6 separate regions of the Mus musculus genome follow, and regions 1, 2, 3, 5 and 6 are each linked to region 4. Evidence: chromatin contacts called from public ChIA-PET and HiChIP or PLAC-seq data. All regions are on one chromosome and are shown on one strand. Each heading gives the region's core, a stretch centred on a gene start, on an enhancer-like site or on the middle of the called end of the contact. The rest is flanking DNA. Distances are from core to core; before and after follow the strand shown. Region 1 holds the start of Stac2 (SH3 and cysteine rich domain 2). Region 2 holds the start of Ccr7 (chemokine (C-C motif) receptor 7). Region 3 holds the start of Arl5c (ADP-ribosylation factor-like 5C). Region 4 holds the start of Ormdl3 (ORM1-like 3 (S. cerevisiae)). Region 5 holds the start of Fbxo47 (F-box protein 47). Region 6 holds the start of Cwc25 (CWC25 spliceosome-associated protein).

What was found. ChIA-PET counts read pairs in DNA pulled down with a chosen protein or histone mark. HiChIP or PLAC-seq counts read pairs in DNA pulled down with a chosen protein or histone mark.
Region 1: a contact with region 4 is called in an HNF4G HiChIP or PLAC-seq map of pancreatic cancer cells. The contact joins the promoter of Stac2 here to the promoter of Ormdl3 in region 4. A contact is called at or near these places in 2 of 115 datasets of contacts at active chromatin or transcription factors (extraembryonic endoderm stem cells and pancreatic cancer cells).
Region 2: an RNA polymerase II ChIA-PET map of memory CD8 T cells shows a contact between it and region 4, with 14 read pairs. The contact joins the promoter of Ccr7 here to the promoter of Ormdl3 in region 4. A contact is called at or near these places in 1 of 39 promoter capture datasets (embryonic stem cells), 2 of 115 datasets of contacts at active chromatin or transcription factors (memory CD8 T cells and pancreatic cancer cells) and 1 of 9 other capture datasets (adipose tissue).
Region 3: a contact with region 4 is called in an RNA polymerase II ChIA-PET map of memory CD8 T cells, with 13 read pairs. The contact joins the promoter of Arl5c here to the promoter of Ormdl3 in region 4. A contact is called at or near these places in 1 of 39 promoter capture datasets (liver) and 2 of 115 datasets of contacts at active chromatin or transcription factors (extraembryonic endoderm stem cells and memory CD8 T cells).
Region 5: a contact with region 4 is called in an H3K27ac HiChIP or PLAC-seq map of cardiomyocytes, with 3 times the contacts expected there. The contact joins the promoter of Fbxo47 here to the promoter of Ormdl3 in region 4. A contact is called at or near these places in 3 of 115 datasets of contacts at active chromatin or transcription factors (cardiomyocytes, large pre-B cells and pancreatic cancer cells).
Region 6: an H3K4me3 HiChIP or PLAC-seq map of bone marrow-derived macrophages shows a contact between it and region 4, with 5 times the contacts expected there. The contact joins the promoter of Cwc25 here to the promoter of Ormdl3 in region 4. A contact is called at or near these places in 4 of 39 promoter capture datasets (erythroid cells, hematopoietic stem and progenitor cells, maxillary cranial neural crest and 1 more), 1 of 484 Hi-C or Micro-C datasets (uterus) and 4 of 115 datasets of contacts at active chromatin or transcription factors (bone marrow-derived macrophages, extraembryonic endoderm stem cells, large pre-B cells and 1 more).

What each region holds. Positions count from the first base shown.
Region 1 is chr11:98,051,858-98,055,244 of GRCm38.p6, reverse strand. It overlaps Stac2 (SH3 and cysteine rich domain 2), which reads left to right and starts at 1,783. Exons shown (of 11, transcript NM_146028.4): 1 at 1,783-2,352. The coding sequence starts at 2,263.
Region 2 is chr11:99,153,049-99,156,504 of GRCm38.p6, reverse strand. Ccr7 (chemokine (C-C motif) receptor 7) reads left to right here and starts at 1,428. Exons shown (of 3, transcript NM_007719.2): 1 at 1,428-1,516. The coding sequence starts at 1,507.
Region 3 is chr11:97,994,279-97,997,739 of GRCm38.p6, reverse strand. Arl5c (ADP-ribosylation factor-like 5C) reads left to right here and starts at 1,567. Exons shown (of 6, transcript NM_207231.1): 1 at 1,567-1,922; 2 at 2,613-2,673; 3 at 3,255-3,402. The coding sequence starts at 1,877.
Region 4 is chr11:98,584,975-98,588,521 of GRCm38.p6, reverse strand. Ormdl3 (ORM1-like 3 (S. cerevisiae)) reads left to right here and starts at 1,277. Exons shown (of 4, transcript NM_025661.4): 1 at 1,277-1,394.
Region 5 is chr11:97,882,762-97,886,104 of GRCm38.p6, reverse strand. It overlaps Fbxo47 (F-box protein 47), which reads left to right and starts at 1,951. Exons shown (of 11, transcript NM_001081435.1): 1 at 1,951-2,182.
Region 6 is chr11:97,765,034-97,768,769 of GRCm38.p6, reverse strand. It overlaps Cwc25 (CWC25 spliceosome-associated protein), which reads left to right and starts at 2,157. Exons shown (of 10, transcript NM_026186.4): 1 at 2,157-2,345. The coding sequence starts at 2,328. It also overlaps the pseudogene Atp5l2-ps.

The DNA.
Region 1 (3,387 bases), core at 534-3,033, 530 kb after region 4:
ACTGTCTGTAACTTCAGTTCCAGGGAATCTGACACTCTCACACCTACACATGTAGGCAAAACACTAATGCACATAAAATAAGAATAAAGATATTTTAGAAGAGGAAGAGGAATAAGAGGAAGCACCTTCAGACTGAGTGGGGAGAGAACACCAGGGCCTATGGGTGACCATATTTCAGGTGTTGCAGGATTTTAGAAGAGCCTAACTTAGAGAGGTTTGGAGACTTCCTGGATGATAATGGAAGTCCATTTCTGCTCAAGTCCAGACAGGAAAACTAAGGCTCATGGTTGCCTGATTTTCCATCCACAACGAAAAGCTGTCTGCCCTAGCCTTTTTTTCAGTTTGAGTTTTGTTTTATTTTTATTTTTTATTTTTTTGTTTTTGATTTTGGTTTTTTGTTTTTAGTTTTTAAGACAGGTTTCTCTGTGTAGCCCTGGCTGTCCTGGAACTCACTCTGTAGACCAGGCTGGCCTGGAACTCAGAAATCCACCTGCCTCTGCCTCCCAAGTGCTGGGATTAAAGGCGTGCACCACCACCGCCCGGCTATTTTTTCTTTTGAGATAGGATCTCACTATAATCTTAACTGGTCTGAACTTACTTTGTAGATGAGACTGGCCTGAAATTCACAGAGAGATATGGCTTCCTCTGGCTCTCGGTTGCTGGTATTATAGGCATGCACCACCATGCCTGGTTTGGCTTCACTTTTGACTCATTAAGGTGTCTTCAGTCTGTAACCTTAACATTAGGGAGACTGCAGCAGGAAGATGATGCGTTTGAAGCCAGCCTGGGCTACATAGTGCATTCCAGGCCAACCTGGGAGACATAGACAGACCCTGTCTCAAAAATAAAAAATGTAGACTGCTAGGATAGTTTTTTGTTGTTGTTGTTGTTTTGTTTGGTTTGGTTTTTTGAGACAGGATTTCTCTGTGTAGCCCTGGTTGTCCTGGAACTCACTCTGTAGACCAGGCTGGCCTTGAACTCAGAAATCCTCCTGCCTCTGCCTCCCAAGTGCTGGGATTAAAGGTGTGTGCCACCACGCCCCGGCACGCTAGGATAGTTTAAAATCATTCAAGTATAAGGGCCTGACTTTAATCTCCAGCCTCTATTTAAAAGGGCCAAATCCACAGCACTGGGAAAGTAGACAGGATTTCTGGGGCTCCACGGCCAGCCACTCTAGCCAAATTGGCTTACAATGAGAGACTCAGACTCAAATTTCTTGGTAGATGGCTCCTGAGGAATGGAACTGGAAGCTAACCTCTGCCAACCAAACTCACACGTGCGCTTCTCATACAGTCAGACATAAGAGCACGCGGATCATAAACACACACAAAACAGCCTGTTCTCTGCTTCAGGGAGCGTCTATAAGTCTAGTAGTGGTATGTATAATTTGATGAGATTCTAGAAAGGCATCAAGTTAATGGGGCGAGCGGGTCTTTTTCTCTGTCAAGGTGCGGCATCTTCCAATGTGCACTATCAGAACGCTGTAACTTTGATTTTCCTCTCGGCTATTCTGCGGCATCCTCGAATTATTTGCATTTCCAGACTCTAGTATCATTGTCCCAGCCCTCCTTCAATTTTGTCTCCCCACCTATCGGCCCCCATTTCGGGCTTTCCATTGTAAAACTACCCCTCCGCTTCTTTACCCTCCAAACCCCTCCCCATCTTGTCGAGCCCCCCAAGACTCCACCCAGCTGGCCCTCCTAGCCACCACCGCAGCCAATAGCTGAGAACCTTCATTTGCATAGCTGCGCGGGGGAGTGGCGGAGGGAAGGGGGAGGGACCAGGCGACCTCCTAAATCAAAGTTGGGAGGCTAGGACTGGGCGGAGGGGCCGCCGGGTGCAAGGCTGGGGCCGGCGCGGGGAGGGGGAGGGAGATGGGGGGCGGGCGCAGAGGACGGCGGAGCCGGCCGGACTCGGACAGCTCGGTCGTTCCCTGGCTTTGCACATCCGCGCATCCCTACTTCCCTCCTCCTCCCGCGGAGCGCAGCATCCTCTGCAGACCCTTGGTCCTCACACCCCGGGTCGTCCAGCTTCCGCGGCTCGGGGTAATTGCCTCCCTCTCCCCTGCCACACCGACAACTTTCTCCCCTGGTGCCTGGGGTTAGGGGGCTGCTTTGCCTGGGAGGGTTTCTCCTGGGGTCACTGAAGAGCTGCCCCTGGAGAAAGGCTTGAGAGTCCCAAAGAGACGCCCGCCACTCACAGCCTGACCCCAGCGGGCCTGCCGTCGGGTCTCCGCACCCTCTCTTCCTTTATACCCCAACCATGACCGAAATGAGCGAGAAGGAGAATGAACCGGATGACGCGGCCACCCATACCCCCCCAGGGACCGTCTCCACCCTCCAAGAAACCAAGGTAAGTCGTGGGGTGCGAGGCCTGGCCCCGCCCGGGCATCTCTGACTTGGAGCGCTGATCACAGTGGCTGGGTCCCTTTGGGGTTACGGAAGCTAAACCGGGCCCGCGTGATTCCTAAGGCTGCGCGCCGTGCCGGGGAAGGAGGAGAGGGTTCGCGACGAGGGGACCCAAGGAGCAGATCACACGAGCACGACCCGCCAGAACGCGCGAGGCGCCGACGCGCTCCGGCTCCCTCCTGGGCGGTTGTAACTCGGCTTTGTTGGAGGGAATCGGCGCAGCGGAGGCGCAGGGCGTGTGTGGCCGTGTGTAGCGGGTGTGGGCCGGTGTACGCGCGCGTGTGTGCGTGCGGGGCGCACCCTCCCGGGGCCGCCACATCGCTGTCTGCGGCTCCCCGGGGCCCCCTCTCTCCTGCCTCTGAATTCCTAGCCACAACCGTCTCCTCGGAGCGTGCAGACTCTCCGCTTCTCTTTGCTTCCCTACGTGCTCCTCTGTGTGTCTCCGGCGTCCCTCTCTGACCCACAGCAGCCTGGCACGCACCTCGCGGACCGGTTAGGCTGGGGGCCCGAAAGGCTGCGGCCCCGGGTGCGCAGCTTTCAAGCCGGCGCTGGGGGCTGCGGCAGCGCGGGCCGTCGGTGGCGGGCGGGGACCCGGAGTGTTGCGGTTCCAGAGCCAGAGGCAGCCCCACCCCCCGCTTGGAGAACCAGGAGAGGGGAGGAGAGAGGGCAGAATCAAAAGAAGAAGTCATCGTAATTAATGAATGTCATAATTAACCCTAATTATCTATGATTGTTACTCTTGCGGGAGTCACAATGAATAAATTATTCTCCTATGAAGGCAGGCGGAGCCCAGACTGCGGGCACTGAAAGAGGTGGGGGAGGCTGTCGCTTACATTCCACCTCCCACTCCTAATGAGTCTGCCCCCTCCCCAACTTCTAGATGTTCATGAAGTTCTGTGGGAAGCTATCTGAGCGCCGGGAAATGGGAAGAGAGGATACTGTGGGAGGGAGCCCTCTCCCTTCCCTAGACTTCAGGACA
Region 2 (3,456 bases), core at 179-2,678, 570 kb before region 4:
AGAAGGGCTAAGTCATTCTGAGCTCTGTGTCGGGTCCTGTCGCTCACTGAATTGTCTACAATCAGTGGCTAGAGATAAAAAAATTTACAGGTGTCTCTCCTGGAAATGGAACATTTAGATATTTGCTCTAGAACTCAATGGCCACCCACAGTCCCCACATGATCTCTATGCTTGTTTTAAACCCACTCCTTGGACTGGGGAGGTGGCTTAGTAGCTAACAGAGAATTGCCCCACAAACACGAGGAACTGAGTCCAAATCCCAGAACCCTCATAAGCAGCTTGGCAGTAGCATGAGCATTCGTCATCCTAGCAGTCCCCCAAGGAGATGGGAAGCAGAGACAAGAGACCACGCACCCAGAAGGCCAGCTCACCTTAGTATAGAATGGGGCACTCAATAAAGACGTGATACCTGCAACAGAATGGAAGTAGGCTGACACCTGACATTGTCTCTGATCTTCACACGTGCAATGGCATAAAATCCCCACATTCACGCATACGATCGCACACATACACGTGTGTACACACACCATACACACCACACAGGCACAACAATTAAAAATGCCAATAAATATATCAATCAGTTTCCCTGTGGGGGAAAATGGGTGTGGTCACAAAGAATAAAAAAAGTAAAATAAAAATAGGCCAGGCATGGTGGCATATGTCTTTAATACCAGCACTCGGGAGGCAGATGCAGGTAGATCTCCATGGGTTCGAGGCTAGCTAGGTCCACAGAACAAGTTCTAGGACAATCATGGCACTGACAAAAATAAAATAAAATAAAATAAAATAAAATAAAATAAAATAAATAAATAAATAAATAAATAAATAAATAAAATCTCTTCTTGGGGAACCAGTTTGGATAATGACTTAGACTTGATGTCCTCTCGGTTAGTAGAGAAAGCCGAGGGGCTCCAGGCACCCTCATATCTAGCATCTAGGTCCTGTGATGTTTAGCTTAAGTACTAAAAATAAACACTCAAACTTTCACTTCGTGGTTGTGTCACTGAAGCCTTGCTGGCCGGACCGTTCAACAGACCTCACCCTGGCTGCGCAGGTGTATGTCGGGGCTGCCTGGCGGCTGCTGGGACAATAGCCACTGATCAAGTTCATACTGAAAGGGAGACTTTTATTCAAAACCAAGAGAAGGATGCAAGTACACCTCTGACTCCCGAGCCTCAGCCTATCTCACCCCACAGCAGCCACCCAGGCGTGCTTGGCACTCACAGATGTAAGCAGCTCCTCCCTGAGTCTCTACAAGGCACTACTACCAGGGGCTTTCTGAAGGCAAACGACTCAGTGATTCAGGATCCTATGACAGCCGAATGTGGTTATCACATACCTTGTGGCCCAGGAAGACTCTGAGGGGTGGGACAGGAGTGGGAGGGGCTCTGGAACAACTTAAAAGGGGCTCTTACCACTTCCTCCCTGCCAGAGAGGGCTAGCTGGAGAGAGACAAGAACCAAAAGCACAGCCTTCCTGTGTGATTTCTACAGCCCCCAGAGCACCATGGACCCAGGTAAGTAAGCTTTCTCTTAAGAGAAGTCAAAACTTCTGACACAAAGCCAGACTCTAGGGCAATGAACATGCATGGGGGATAGGGGTCATGGGGGGGGGGGGGAGTTTCCAGAGCAATCAGGGCAGTTGGTGTGAACTGGTGGCTGCTTTCAGAGAATGCCATCCCGTTGGATGAGGCATTGGAGAGAGGATGTACCTGCTCTTTCAGACCCAGGGGAAGGAACAGCTGTGGATGCCAAGACAGACACAGGCATAAAGTTGGGTCCTCTCAAGCAGCAGGCAATGAACAGCCTGGTAGACTGACCTTGATGCCTGGATAGAACACGTTCTCAGCTGGTAGGGATGGGTGATGTTCTCTGGCACCTCTGGGGACTAAGAAAATTCTCTTTAGAGAGTTCAGGACACCCTGCTCCCACTCTGGGTCCCTCCTTTCTGTCCTGTTAAACCAGGATTTGAATCTCCTTGCTCACGAGAAGAGTGAAACTGATGGAAACTGTGCTGTGCATAGTGCAATACAAATACTAGCTGCCACCTCTGCCTCTTGTTGTCTCTGCCTGTCATCTGTCTGTCTGTCTCTGTCTGTCTTCCTCCCTCCCTTCCTCCCTCCTACACATCCCAGGTTTTGTGCCTCTTGCAGGTTAAAGGGTGAATGACTAACATAAAATTGAGTGGCCCAGGGGGCACTCCACGTAGAGAAACTGTAGCCAGCACAGCACAGCCCCTAAAACAAAGCCCACACACCACAGCCCTCTCTATAACAAGCTATTCTACCAGGCAAGCCTCAGTGTCTACTATAGCAAAGTGCCAAGGGGAGTCCAGCTCCAGACACCCCAGTTACACATCTTAAATCTCGGCTGCAGAGTCAGACTCGGCTGGGGCTGGAGGGGCCAAGTTCCTAGAGTTCCGCTCACCAGCCTCAAAGCCACAAGGGGTTGACTTTAAAAAGTGAAGGTTCCCTGGTGCTGTCCTCACACCCCCTCCAAGCCACACCACAGCCAGCAGCATCTTTATCTGTCTCTCCTGCCCAGCGTGCATTGCACCCTAGATCTAGATCCAGCTGTGGAAGGTATATAGTGGGGTCCACCTCTGCTGGCTATGAACTCATGGGAAGCAGGATTTTGTTCTTACACCTCTGCCTCTCAGATGTTTTGGGTGTAAGTAAAAAGTGTTGATGGGAGGGAGGGAGAGAGGGATGGAGGAATGGATGGATGGATGGATGGATGGATGGATGGATGGATGGATGGATGTGTGGATGGATGGATGGATAGAATCAGCCTCTCTAAGTATATTTTAGAAAGCAAATATCTATTCCAGCTTCTCCTCCCACCTGCCTGCTTTCTAAGCCTACACCTCAGGTATCTACCTCCACCAGCCATAGTCTCAGAGAACCCACACCATCCACCAAAGATCTTCTCCACCTTCCTAAAATGTGGCTCCCAGAATAGGGAAAGGTTCTAAATTTACAGCATTTGCCAATTTCCATGGTGTAAATTTTACCATCCCAATTGACCTTAGTCGGTCCCATTAAAGGTCTAAATGTTTTGACACAAAAAGGAGACAGACACCTGCCTTCCTTGGCACTTGGGACACTATAGAGTCTCTCCTGAACTAGGTTTGGGGATGCTAAATGCATGGCTTTGATACAGGGGGTGGGGCAAACTCTGGTCCTGGAAGAAGAGATAGTCTTGCTTTTTTACTCAACTTAAGAAGCACCCTAATAGCTAACTCTGAAATGCTGGTGTGAGGGGAAACTGCTTAAGAAGTTTTGCTCAAAACAGGCTCCGGCGCCGTTGGAAGGGCGGGTGGGCCACAAACTATCTGTTTTTCACTCTTTGTCTACCTAGTAGGGACAGGAGGTGGGTGAGAAGGCCTAGGTTTCTGTTATACAAAATGAGAAACTACAAACCAGGGCTGAGCTGGCCTCTTTCATGATTTGAATGA
Region 3 (3,461 bases), core at 318-2,817, 590 kb after region 4:
CAGCCATAGGGGCCCTAGGAGGATGCTCCAGTGTGATGTGATGACTACAGCCTCTTTCTTGGAGTCTGCCTTGAATTGTAGTGCTGGAGAAATATATCAAAGATTTCCAATTTTCTCAGGACCAAAGAGAAAATACGGAGTCTGGGACTCCAGCCAAAGGTCAACGTGCCTTTTTTCACTTCTCTTTAGATTTTTTTCTGGGTTTCTCCCAGGTTGTGAAATTCACAAACAACACATTGGTTTTTTTTCTCCCTCTTCCTGCTGGGGCTGCTACTTTCCTCGTGACCCACAAACCCACTGTTGGGTCTACCTGCTGCTGGAGCCTGTGAGGCCAGAAGGCCACTCAGAAGTTTGAGGCAGGAGGATTGCTGGAGTTCAGGAGTTTAAAGCCAGCCAGGGTGACAGATTATATATTTAGGTCCTCTGAAAATAACAAACAAATCAACAAATAAAAAGACTTTTCCCTCTGCTGAGAGAGACTGGCTGGTTTAGATTGTAAAAGACAATCTCACTATGTAGCCCAGGCTCGGTATTTATTGTTTCATTTCCTTTGGAATGGGGAAGGGGCATGGAACTCACTCTGTAGACCAGGCTGGCCTCAAACTCAGAGATCCACCTGCTTCTGTCTCCCAAATGCTGGGATTAAAGGTGTGTGCCACCATGCCCAGCAATCATGGTGATTTAAATTTTTTATTTTTATTACTTTTAATTATATATTGGTGTGTGCATTTGCATGTGGGTATTGCACAGAGTGCAGAAGCCAGAAGCAACAAGTTCCCTGGACCCAGAGTTAATAGAGAGTCCTTATCTGTCTATGGTGGCTGCTGGGAACAGAACTTGGTCCTCTGGAAGAGCAACACGTGCTCTTAACTGCTGAACCATCTCCTCAGACTGTGGCCTGCAGGTTGCATGCAATTGCATGTAGCTAAGGATAGCTGTGAATGCCATCTAACACAAAATGGGAAAAATTACAATACTATGTAATTAGGGGCTAGAGAGAGGGCTCAACAGTTAAAAGCACTTGCTGCTCTTTAAGAGGACCTGAGTTGGGTTTCCAGTATCCAAGCTAGGATCTGAGTACCTCGTCTGGCTTCCAAAGGTATACATGTATTTAAACATATGGCATGTGGTTCAGCGTGCGTGCACGTGAAAACACACACACACACACACACACACACACAAAATCTTAAAATGCTGGGCTTGGTGGCACACACCTTTAATCCCAGCACTCAGGAGGCAGAGGCAGGTGGATCTCTGATGTTGGAGTCCAGTCTGGTCTACAGAGAGTTCTAGGACTGTCAGGGCTACACAGAGAAACCCTGTCTCAAAAAACAAAAACAAACAAGCAAACAAAAAGTTTTAAAAAATTACTAGATTGGATTAGCAAAACATTTTGAGATTCTTTGTTGTTTGTTTTGTAACTGAGTTGCAGGGTTCTTCAGTCTGAACTTTGTAGATGAGGATGCTGTGTCTCAATGTGAGAAAGCTGGACCGCCCTTGGAGGGTTTCCCCCCAGCGGTGGCTTTTGGAGAGGAAGAGCAGACATTTTGCACATTGCTCACTCTACTCGCAACACTAAAGCAGATAGTTCCAACTTCAGTTTTCTCAGGGTAAAGAGGACTCTGGGATTTTCCTTGCACTTTCCTGCCCCTAGACAAATACCTAGTCTTCGTGGTGACGCCACTCAGACCCTCAGCACCGAGAAAGAGCCAGCGTCCGGTGGGATTCCCAGGTCTCGAGGGTGACGCTTGGGGTTCCGCACATTTGATAGGAGCAGCGGGTCTGGCCCTCCCCCAGGCAGGGCTTTGAAGATTTGGGGCCAGACTCTGGTCCTGGAGGCTGCTGAGCCCCGCCCGCCCCCAGCTCCGGGAGTGCCATGGGACAGCTGATAGCCAAGCTGATGCGAATCTTTGGGAGTCAGGGTAAGCGGCGCACCGGGCAGCCCAGTGACCTCTTTGATTCCGCTGTCTTCTGGGGCTCTTGGGATTTTGGAGTCGTCCGTGAAGACTGACTGGGAACCTTGCGCTGCTAGAGTTGGATTTGTGCACTCCCATACTCTCCATGGCCTCCTGCCTGCTCTCCTCCCACAAGCCCCCCGCCCCCCACCTTGACCCCGCGCTTCAGTGTGCCCAGTGCACAGGGGTGGGAGAGCCTTCTGCCTCTGACCCCACCACCCAGCTGAGCTGTGTGCGACCCTGAGGGCCCCCAAAGTCAATTTCCTGAGATTGTGATTTAGAGCCCAGTGTGCTTCGGACCCTTTAGACGATCGCTGTCTAGAAATGTAGACGGAGGTGGGGTAGGGGGTCAGGAGGGGTGCAGGGGTCCGGTCCGATGGCAAGTGAAACGGTACAGTCTTCGACAGAGGTCCCCCGGACCGCGTTTCTCTGAGCATCCTAGGAAATTGGGGGGGGGGGCGCACACAGAAAGCTGAGATACCGAGCTTTAGCTCGGAGATTGCCAAGGGATGTGTGGAGCCGGGAGAGAAGGCATCCATTCATCCAGACAAGAGCAGAGGGTGAGGAAGAGGCCAGGACGAGAAGCCTACTAGGGACACCCACGCCCGCAGTCGTCCGGGTTGGCTCTGACCTTGCCCTTCCCCTGGATGCCTCCAGAGCACAAAGTCATTATCGTGGGACTGGACAATGCAGGGAAGACCACCATTCTCTACCAGTTGTAAGTAACTACTGGGTGGATAGAGTGGGCTGGGCCTCACACTAGACTGATAGTCATTTGCACCAATCACCAGAGCCCTTCCCTGGGTTAGTGGGTAGTTGTAGACAAGAAGTGATGGGAAGACGCTGGTATGACCTTCCTGATTTAGTGGCTGCTGGCCTGGATTTGGATCCCGCCAGCAATGGGTGACTTCAGGTCCCACGGCCTCCCGCGATCTACCCTGCCAAACACATTTCAGTCCTGGCAGGTGTGGAATGCCAGGCGGTTTCTCGCCTCGCTGCTCTTGGCTCCCCCTGGCGGCAGGACCCTTATCTTCTCACCCTTGCCCCTTACACTTGGTTAACTTCGGTCTCCTACTTCAAACCCCAGCCAGGGCGGACCGGAGCTCTGCCAGACCAGGCCACACTCAGACAAACTCAGACCTTTCTCTCCCCATATCAACCACAGGACGTGGGCCTTGCCCAGTGCTTGGTCACCCAGAGCTGAGTTGTTCTGGGTTGGACTCAGCTGCTTTGGGAGTAGAGGGTCTGAGCTGAGAGTGAACTGGGCAACGACCTTAGGCCCTTCTCTTGCCTCCCCAGCCTGACCAATGAGGTTGTTCACACCTGCTCCACCATTGGGAGCAACGTGGAAGAAATTGTTCTTCGGAAGACTCACTTCCTCATGTGGGACCTAGGGGGCCAGGAGGCGCTGCGCTCCACCTGGGACACTTACTACTCTAATGCTGAGGTAAGGAGGGAGCCAGGTCGGGGAGGTCAAAGAGGTGGCTGAGCGTTAGCCTGTTAGTC
Region 4 (3,547 bases), core at 28-2,527:
TCCTGGCTTCCAGGGCTCCGCCTCCGGCCGGAGACAGCTATTCCTCCCCGCCCCCACCCCCTCTGGCAGCTCCCTGATGATGGGCGGGTCTAAGGAAAAAGCTCCCCAGGTTGTCCGGGCAGGCCTTCTCCTTCCAGTCCTCGCATGTTCAGTCCGTCGCGCATATACAGCCAGCCAGGCTGGCATCTGTTACGTCATCTATTCCTGTCATTCCAGCCTTGCCAGGGTTTATGGGCACGAGACTGAGAAGGTGGGCGGGGGAAGTAGAAACAACTAAAAGGAGGCCCTCTATTGTTGACGTGGAAAGTGGGAGTGACCTAGGAGAGCCAAAGAACACTCTAGTTGCGTTCCTACAAGATAAGAAGTGCTTTGTATGACATTCTTTTGAAATATCAAAGCAACCTTGGGAGTAAGTTTTGACAGCTGTAAAACTGAGATTAAGACAAGTCATTTGTCCAGGCTTACTCTGCCAATAAAGATGTACATACACTATATGTACCTAGCAATAAAGTCTGTGCCCTTCTTTTCAGAGCTTCCAGACATGAAAGTTGCAGAAATGAGGCTCCCTACCTAAAGCTACACGTATTAACCTCAGACAGAAGCTCAAAGCTCCTCACGTTAGTAAGGTCTCGTCCTATGACATAAATCCTATTTTATACCTGATGTAGGGAGGAGATCCAGGAGTGGCCAGACCTACACCAGCAAGGATTAAGCATAAAGACTAGGTGGGCCAAAGATGCCCACAGGCTCCTGTCTCTACCCTGAACACATGTACCCAACTAAAGTCCTGAAAAATGTAATCCCGGGAGTGAATGGGGCTCCTTCGGGGCAAAGGGTAGTGTTTCTCGGCTTCTGGAGATAATCCGGGGCCCAGGCAGCGACGGTTAGGAAAAAACCAAACCAAAACAACCTCTGCATTTAGGGTCAGGCTATCTTAGCAGGGCCTTAATGCAGGTTACTTAAAACTCTTAAGTCTTCGACTACAAGATGGGACATGGACAAACCGCTTGTGCAACACGTGAAGGGCGCAGATGCAAAAGCTACAATTGTTAACGCACCAAAGAGACAGCATCTGATCTCACTATTGCGTCAGGGTGGGACGTTCTGCGGGGTGCCAAAGCTCGCGGTGGGATCAAAAGCTAGACCAGGGAAAAGCCTACAACTCCCAGGAGGCGCCGGGCGGGCCGGTGAGGAGGCAGCCTAGAAACTACACTTCCCAAGAGGCACAACGTGATAGGCGCGTGGTAGTGACGTCACCGCCCCGGCTCGGGGAGCTGATTCGGCCAGAGCTGCCAGCGGGGTAGCCACCGCCGCTGGTTTGTTACAGCTGCTGGAGCGGCCGCGGCCCGGGTTCTCGGGCTCTCTCCCGGGCCCTCGACCTCCAACCCCGCGCGGTGAGTCCAGACGGGTGGCATCGGAGTGGTGAAGCCCGAAGGCTCCACGGGTTGGAGAGCCGGGAGAGAAGGCTGCTGCTGGGGAGGCGTCCGCGCAGGAGGAGACCTGAGCTGGGTGGCTGGGGGTGGAGAGTGCGTGCATCAGGCGAAGGAGTGCCAAAAGAGGAAAGTGGGAGCAGGGGGCCGGGGGTGATAATCCGGGAGGAGCGCTGCAGCTGGGGGTGGGAGGCGGGGAACGGCTGGACTTAAGGGATAAAGGTTTGGCTGCCTCCAGGGTTGAGTGAATGCGTGGAGATGGGGGTTGGGCCCCGAACCCGGCCAGACTGCTAGTGCGAGGTACCAGGCTGCAGAGCAGAAGCGGGAGGCCCCGTGGAAGGAGTTCTCATACACATACTCCCAAGATATCGAGGACACCGTTCCCTCGCTCCTGACTCGTGGAGGCTTGCTTTTTTTTCCACACCCACTTTCCTGAGTCCAGGAGTCGGGCTGGCGAGGACAACCGTGGTTCTGCAGATTGAGGGTGGGCCGAGTGGAAGCGACATTGTGTGTTGCATGAACTCCCTCTTGGGATCCCTTGGGAACAGGTTTGCTGTATAAAGGGCAAGTCTTAAACTGGGGAGGGATTTGGGAAGTGCTTACCGGATGGTTAACGCCGCGGGGAGGGGGGGAAGGCGGGAGGGAGGAGATGGGGGTGGTAATCTGGTCTTGGCATGAGTGTCTGACAGACTGGCTTGGGCCTGCATGGAAAAGAGGCAAAGAGCTATACCATAGCCAAAAGTTTAAAAAAAAAAAAAGTGGTTAACAGGACGGAGTTGCTTCAGGCTCTGATTTGAGGCAGATTATGAAATCACACCAGCTACCTGCCAGTTGTGGTAGCAGTTTTCAGTCTGGTCACCCCAGACCTTTCTGCCCCTGCCAGTCTCCTATTTCTTCACTTCTGGGAGAAAGGTCAGTTGTGTCCTAATGGAAATACACAAAGCCACAGGAAAGTCTCAGGAGTACTTTTGGGAGGATGGTGAAAGAGGGTGCAGCAGTCTCCTGAAGTTCCTAACCTGCTTTAAAAGACAACTAGCACTTAGGCTTTAGGAAGACAGTTCCCGTGGGGTCACCTAGGCTCTCTTAGATGCCCTGTTAGAGCCAGAAAGGAGTGGAGGGTCTTGCAGTCCTGGGATCCAGCCAGAGGTTTGGCACTACTGAACCGCAGTGTGAGGGAGTTGTGTCTATAGCTGTGCCACTGTAGGGCTGTGTAATGGAGAAGGACAGCAGTTTCTGCCGAGACTTGGGAAACTTTTCCTCACCTTAATGATCTTTCAGAGACTTTAGCTCTCAGTCCCTGCCCTCCCATGGAGGCTGTTACATAGTAGATGTCCCAGGGGTGGGCTCTGTTAAGGGCCCTAAGGCCTGAGGAAGGTAAACAACTGGTGTTCTAGTTCCTTGGGTTTCTGTTGGGACCAGTTATCTGTCTTAATGAGCCAGGAGTTTGGTCCCTGGCGTATGTCCACCTGCATGCACCCTAGGCCAACTCAGGGGTATGTTTGTTGGGAAACTGTTGTGGGTCCTATCTCCCGAGGTATTTGAGAAGAGGAAACTTGCTTCCATTATCCTTAAGTAATGAACTTATCTGAGTGAATGCTAGCTCCTGTGGAGGAGGCTTGGCCAGAATCCTAGCTGGGTGAGATAGCATCTGAGTCTGGGGGTGAGGTGACTACAGCAGGGTGAGGGAGCTGGGCTGGCACTTCCAGACTCTCTCCATTGTTCCTTCTTTCTGTGCACCTTGCTGTTAGCCTCAGTAATGTGTCTTTCCCAGGCTCGACACTAAAGTGGGAGAGGGTAAGCCAGTACATGGATGCCTCCCATTTCCACTTTCTGCTGGTCAGCAAGTGGGCCCTCAGGAATCTGGGGACAGCCATGCTCCCCTCTGGCCACTGTGGGCTACTACTGTTGTATTCTGGGCATGAAGGGTAGCCTTTTTCAGTTCCTTGTGTAGAGCTTCTACCACTGGGGCTGGGCAAGAAAGGGGTGTTGTCACCTCACACCCACAGACAGATGCTGGGAAGGGAGCGAGGTCAGGTGAGGCCGAGAAGAGAGGCGGTAGGAGGGAGGCCACAGGTAGTTTTGTGTCCTTGGGAGGGGAAGGTTGGTACAGGTACCAC
Region 5 (3,343 bases), core at 702-3,201, 700 kb after region 4:
TCCCCTTTGTGCCTAGAAGCTGGCTTGGGGTGTCTGGAGCAGATACTAGTCCCTTCAAGCCTTCTCTTTTACTTTTTATTTGAGACAGGGTCTTATCAACTTCCTCAGACTGGCCTTGACCTAACCCCGTGTCTCCAAGGAAGGCCTTGAACTTGTGATCCTCCTGCCTCTGCCTCCCAAGTAGTTGGAATGACAGGTTTGCACCCAAGCCTTCCTTCAGCTATTATTTCATCTGCTGTTTGAGTACAAGAATTAAGGTACAGGATAAGGAAGGCAGGGGGCAGGTAGTACTGAAGTATCTGTCCTAATTTAGTAAATGAGATACGAGACAGGTCATCTCAAGGTTACAGCACCACTTGGGGAAGTAAGTATGGCTACAGAAAAAGTCATGTAAAGTGGGTTTTTTTTTTTTTTTTTTTTTTTTTGCTTTTTGGGGGTAGGGTGGGGGTTTGAACCTGGGACCTCACATCTGCTAAGTACATACTAATGCTAATGCTCCCAACATCTAAGAGGTACAGATTTCCAAAAGAAACCTGGAGGAAGATTTAGAAGAGGGAAGTCAGGACTTTGAGGATGCTAGGGGTGGAAACTAGGCTCCAGTGTGTTCTAGGCAAGCATTCTACCGCTAGGCTACTCCAACCCAGGGAAGTCAGGGTATCTGTTATCTACTTTAACTGGTTGTTTGGTTTTCTTGTGTTTCTATGTGGATAGGTGTTTTTCCTGAATATATATGCCTATGTACCTGAGGAGTCTAGGAGGCCTGGACTACAAGAGACCCAGTCTCAAATAATATGTATCATTCTGTTATATCTTTAAGGCCTCCCAGACAGCCTGCCCCACTGCAGGCTTCCATCTGAATCAAGCCCTGCATACTGGATCATGATTTTTGTAATCCCAGCACTGTAACTGGCTCATGCAAGAGTCAGAGGTTTAGGCTAGCCTAGCACTACCCAACAAGACCTTGTCTCAAAGAAAAAGAGAAAAGAAAAAGACACAGAATCTGTAAATAAATGAGAATTTAATATTAAGGGCTTTGGGGGTGGGGTGGTTGAGCCAGATTCTCAAGTAGCTTAGGCTGGTTTAGCCTCCTGCCTCCATCGGGAAATGCCATCACACCAGGCATCTAACAACTTTTTAATGAAAAGCTCTTGTGACAGATCCTGTTGGCCCAGGGGAAGAGTGAATCGGAAACTGCCTTAAAACTGAGTGTAGGGATGGAGAGATGGCTCAGTGGTTAAGAGCACTGACTGCTCTTCCAGAGGTCCTGAGTTCAATTCCCAGCACCCACATGGTGGCTCATAACCATCTGTGATGAGAACTGATGCCCTCTTCTGGGTGTCTGAAGACAGCAAAAGTGGACTCCTAAACGTAAAGTAAATAAAATCTTTTTTTTAAAACCTGAGTGTAAAAAAACGTAGTGGAGCGTATAACTCCTCCAAGTTTGAGATCTCCATTTACAGCCTCCCCACTTACCCTACCATAAGAGCTCCCGTTTCTCCCGTTCAGCAACTTGGTGTCTAAAATGGAGGTAGCACGGGCTTTTAAGGGCCTCACTCCGAATAACATCCCTGAACAGGAGGGCACCATGGGAGCCTCTGCTTAGTATTCATGAGAGGGCGTGGCCTGCTTGGGGGCGTTTCCCGAGAAGGTTCTGGGTATTCATAAGGGAAAGACTGAAGAGCCGAGGTTTCTTTCTATTCGCGAGGGGGTGGGGCCTCCTCCCGTGCGTGGACTCCTGGGAGTGCTCCGAGCGATTCAAGAGAGGAGGCAAAAGAGCCGAGGATCCCGGCGTCTCATCCTTTCTTGAGAGGGTGAGGCTCCGCCCGCAGGGTTCCCGGGAGATCTCTGAATATTCATGAGGGGAGGGGCAGAGGAGGCGAGGCTGCTCGATATTCATGAGGGGGCGGAGCCTCCTCCCGCTGGGGCTCCTGGGAGAATTCTAAAATCTACTTGAGGCGACGGGGGCGCCCGAGAGCTGAGGACGCAGCTCCGGGGCGGAGCGGAGAGAGCGGAGCAGGATCCGCCCCCATTATCTGGCGGGAAAAGCCTGAGGAGATTTTTTTTTTTAATTTTTTATTTATTTTTATTTTTAAGTATTTGTGAAATCTGAGGATGGTGGGACGAGACGACTAAATCCCACTTTCCTGTGATACTGTAGCCGGAAAAACTGTCGAAATCTGTGGTAACAAGTGTTTTATATTCCCCAGTACTTCCGGTAGAAATAATTGCGTGTTTTTCAGCAGGTCCTATTTGATTTTTATGCGGGCCAGTTTCTGCTCTGGTTCCCTAGGTGACCTCTTTGGCGGTGTTTAGCGCTGGCAAAGGAACGTTAAGACAAAGCGCGGTGACTTGCTGGGGTATTTTTTCCCCTCCGGAAGAGGGTGTGGGGGCAGGGACGAGGTCGGCGCCCTTAGACCCGCCCCGTTCTCGGTGCGTGGGCGGGGCAGTGCTGCCTGTCACCGGCTCCTCGGAGGCCGAGGCAGGAGGCTCGAGAGTTCCACGCCCGCCGGGGAGCCACAAGGGAAAAACTGTATCCCATTGTCACAGGGCTTGTGCGCTTCGTACCTTCAGGCTAAGGGGAAAGCAGGAAGAGTTTGGTAGGAAATAGGTACTGTTTCCACAAAATCCTGCGCTCCTCCACCCCTAAAATAGGTCTGAGGGAGGAAAGGGAGACTTAAATGTTGGGGTTTTGTTTTCTTTTGTTTTGTTGGCTTTTTGTTTGTTTGTTAGTTTGTTTCCACTACAGTGTTTCTTTGTGAAACCACCCCAGCTGCTGTGGGACTTGCACTGTTAGACTCCCACAGACCAGGCTGACCTCGAACTCAGCCTTTGTCTCCCTTGTTGCTGGGACTATAGCTGTTCGCCAGTTGAGTCTAAGTTTTGAAATAACTGGGATCAGTTGGTTTTTGTTTTTTTTCTCTCAGAGATTTAAGTGAAAAATTATACATACACGTTATGTCTATACCCTTAATAGGTGATAAAGACCCCTGGGAGGAGGTTGTTTAGCCCCACACTAGTCTGACTAGGATGGAAGTTTCTGGAAGAAAAAGCAAATTTATGTTTTATTATAGTAAAAATACTTGAAAATTCTGTAGTAAGCATGGCAGTGGTGTTGCACGCCCTTAATCTCAACACTTGGTAGGCAGAGGCAGATGGATCTGTGTGACTGGATCTCTGTGAGGCCAGCCTGGTCTACTGAGTGAGTCCCAGGACAGCCAGCATTATTACACAGAGAAAATAAGGAAAAAAAAAAAGGTAAGAAAGAAAGAGAACAAAAGAAAAATTAAAATTAATAACAACCTTTTTAATTAAGTCAATCAGAATTCTTCCACTTGGAATTACA
Region 6 (3,736 bases), core at 908-3,407, 820 kb after region 4:
CCTAGGGATTGGCTTGCTTCAGCCTCCAAGTACAGGGATTAAAGGCATGTATGCCCAGTCAAATTCTTTTATTTATCAACCACATCCAGCTAGTTCAATTAAAAACAATTTTATGTGTATGGGGAGCTTTGCAATGTATGGCTGTACATCACTTGTGTGGCTAGAGAGGACAAACGAGGGTGTGCGACACTAGAACTGGAACCACAGATGGTGATGAGCCCCTACCTACGTACTAGAAATCAAACCAGAGTCTTCTGAAAGCAGCCGGTGTTCTTTTTTTGTTTTGTTTTTGCTTTTTTTTTTTTCAACACCTAGTATTTTATTCAGATAGCAGTCCTGTTACACATGGTCCAAGAACATTCAAATAAGAACTCAAATCAGAAGTTAAAGATTGGTCTTCAAACATCATAGCCAACAATGCCACGTTTGCCTATGATCTCTCCGATATAAAACCACATCCACACCTCAGTGGCCACCAAACCATTCAGCACAGCTTCCTTAACTCTAAGGTGTTTGAAGCTACCAGTTTTAGCACTTTGAATGATTTTTTTCACACTCTGAATAGCTGTAGGGATTTCAGCAGGGGTTGGGGGAACCAGCTCAACCTTGGTGTAGTGCCAAAATGTGGCCAATCGAGGCTTCGAGTAAGTCACGGCAGCGGCTACCATCGACGGTGCCTTCTCCGCGAAGTTACGGATGAACTTGGCCATGGTCTAAGGTGGAAGGTATGTCTCCCCGAACCACCGGCTGAATTTGTTTTGTTTTTCAAGACAGGGTTTCTCTGTGTAGCCCTGGGTGTCCTGGAACTTACTTTGTAGACCAAGCTGGCCTCAAACTCAGAAATCCACCTGCCTCTGCCTCCCGAGTGCTGGAATTAAAGGCATGTGCCACCACGACCAGCTCGGAGCCAGTGTTCTTAATGGCTGAGCCATCACTCCAGTTCTTTAATTCTAACAACTCAAAAATAAAAACACAAGGGCTGGCGAGATGGCTTGGTGGGTAAGACAACTGACTGCTCTTCAAAAGGTCCTGGTGGCCGGGGGTGGGTGTGGGGGGGTGGGTGGTGGCACACGCCTTTAATCCCAGCACTCAGGAGGCAGAGGCAGGCAGATTTCTGAGTTCGAGGCCAGCCTGGTCTACAGAGTGAGTTCCAGGACAGCCAGGGCTACACAGAGAAACCCTGTCTCTGAAAAACCAAAATAAAAAAGGTCCTGGTGACTCACAAACTCATCCATAATGAGAACTGATACCCTCTTCTGTTGTGTCTAAAGACAGCAACAATGTACTTATTTATATATAAATCTTTTCTTCTTCTTCTTCTTTTCTTTTCTTTCTTTCTTTCTTTCTTTCTTTTTTTTTTTTTTTTTTTTGAGACAAGGTTTCTCTGTGTAGCTCTGACTGTCCTTGGAACTCACTCTGTAGACCAGGCTGGCCTTGAACTCAGAAATCTGCCTGCCTCTGCCTCCCAAGTGCTGGGACCAAAGGCGTGTGCCACTACTGACAGGCCCATAAATAAATCTTAAAAAATAAAAATAAAGACACAAGCTGGCTATAGTTTAGCAAGTCTGTAATTCCAGCATTCTGGTGACAGAAGCAAGTGGTATAGATCTGAGTTCAAGGCCAGCCTGATCTACACTGTCCCCAGATAGCCAGGGTTTTACATAGAAAGACACTGTCTAGGAAACAAAAATAAATAAAATAATAAAAATAGGTATTTCCAGACCAGAATGATCTCAAACTTTGTGCCAGAGCTGGCCAGTTTCCATCTACCAAGCGTGGGAGATGACTGGGGGTGTGCCATGACATCTGGCTTTTGGGATTTTGTTTGATAGCATCTATTTCTATAAAACATGCCGGGAATGAGGGAGCTGGCCGAAAAGCTGGTTTGGAAACCCTGGTGTAGCGGTGAGATGGGGAGGCGGCCTAAGTTGGCAGATACTGAGGTCTTACACTGTCTCGCTTCTACGGCAGAGCCCTGATGCGTTGCCAAGGCAACAGAACCCGCCTATGGCTTTTCAACAGTTGGGGCCAGGGGCTTACGTGAGGCAACCAAAAAGAGGCCACCAAAACTGACGGAGGGTAGAAAGTACTTGCGACTCTAGGTTCACGTAGACTTAGCGCTCATACCAAACGTCATCGAGCCGAGACGCTGACGCAGTCATATGACACCACCCCGGAAGTGCGAGCTAGAGCGGGCGGGGAAAAGGGCAGCTGGTTCCTGTAGGGATTAGGTCCCGAGAGGCCGTCTCTGAACTGTTTCCCTAGGTTTCCTCTCTGCCTTCGCTGAATCTTTCAGGTCCACAGACTGAAGAACCGTCTCCACCATCATGGGAGGCGGAGACCTGGTAAGTGCTAGAGGCCTGGGCAGCGACGACTGAGCCCGAGACCCACAGGCGCCGGGGTGGGGTGAAAGTCGGGGGTAGCAGTCGGTAACCCTGGTAATGAAGTCTTGATTTCAGCACAAGGGGGTGATAAACATGGAGAGGGAGCGGATGGTGAAGCCCACAGAGGGACTGAGATGAGCCTCGGGAAGATGTGCGGCGAGGAATGTTTGCTGTTGTCAGGATTTGCTGATTCGGGGGCTTCCCGGGGGCTCCCAGGAAGTCTAAGGTTAGGGAAGGGACAGTTGAACTCATGGTATGGAAGGAGGTAGATCTTGGGCACGTAGACTTTATTTTGTGTATGTTATCTTCGGACATAGCCTCCCCTGCTCCCCCTTTTTTAGCTAGGAGTTCACAGTTGTATCCTGGACCTGGACTGTTGAAAGGGTGGGCTTCAGTCATTTCCCATCCTGAGCTGTGCCGTTTAGAGGCGTCCATTTCAAATCTTTTCCATCTTTGTTTCCTTCCTTACATCAGTGTTTTGCTTTGATGTGTAGTGAGGAGGCAGCTTTCTTCGGTATCGGTAACACTTTTTTTTTTTTTATGTTAAGTGGCAATTGCTCTTAAGTCCTGTAGTTCGTTTGTGGGGAAGGAATGCCTTAAATAAGGCAGAAATATCCAAGAAGCAGAGAGCTAGATTAGGACACTATTGATCTTCTCAAAGTGAAGGTAATTGAATCAATAAGTACATCAGTTTGGGTATCTGTCCACTAAGCTGAATTTGCCGGGTGTCCTTAATTGGATCAAGTTGCAGGGCTCCATCAAAGTTAGTCTAGTTTAGTATGTGCTTCATGTAACTGTCTATTATGGACAGTGCATTAGTTTACTTCTGTAATAAAACCAAGATCAAAAGCAACTGTCGGAGGAGAAGGCTTCTTGCATCTTACAGGTTATAGCCCATCATTAAGGCAGCTCAAGTTGTAACCCAGAGGCAGGAACTGAAGTAGAAACCATGGAGGGATGCTGCTTACTGGCTTGCTTCTCTTGCCTTACTCAGCTTCCCTTGTTTACACAGGTAGACCACCTACCTAGGGATGGCTCCACCCACAGTGGGCTGGGCCTTCCTCTCTCAGGTCATACTCAAGAACACACACTCACAGACATTCCCACAATCTGATGGAGGCAGTGCCTCAACTGAAGCTGACAACCCAGACTTGCCATCCTTGCCAGGAGACCTGTAATCTGGGTGATTCTGTTGCCTGTGTGGTGGAGTTGTCCTGTAACTTGTATATTCAGCAGCGTCTAGCCACAGGGTGCCCTTAGCACTCTCATGCAATGGTGACATCTGCAAATTTCTCCAGACCCTGGTTGCCATTGGTGCCTTGGGATGGAAAGGAAAATCTATGTAGGACAAA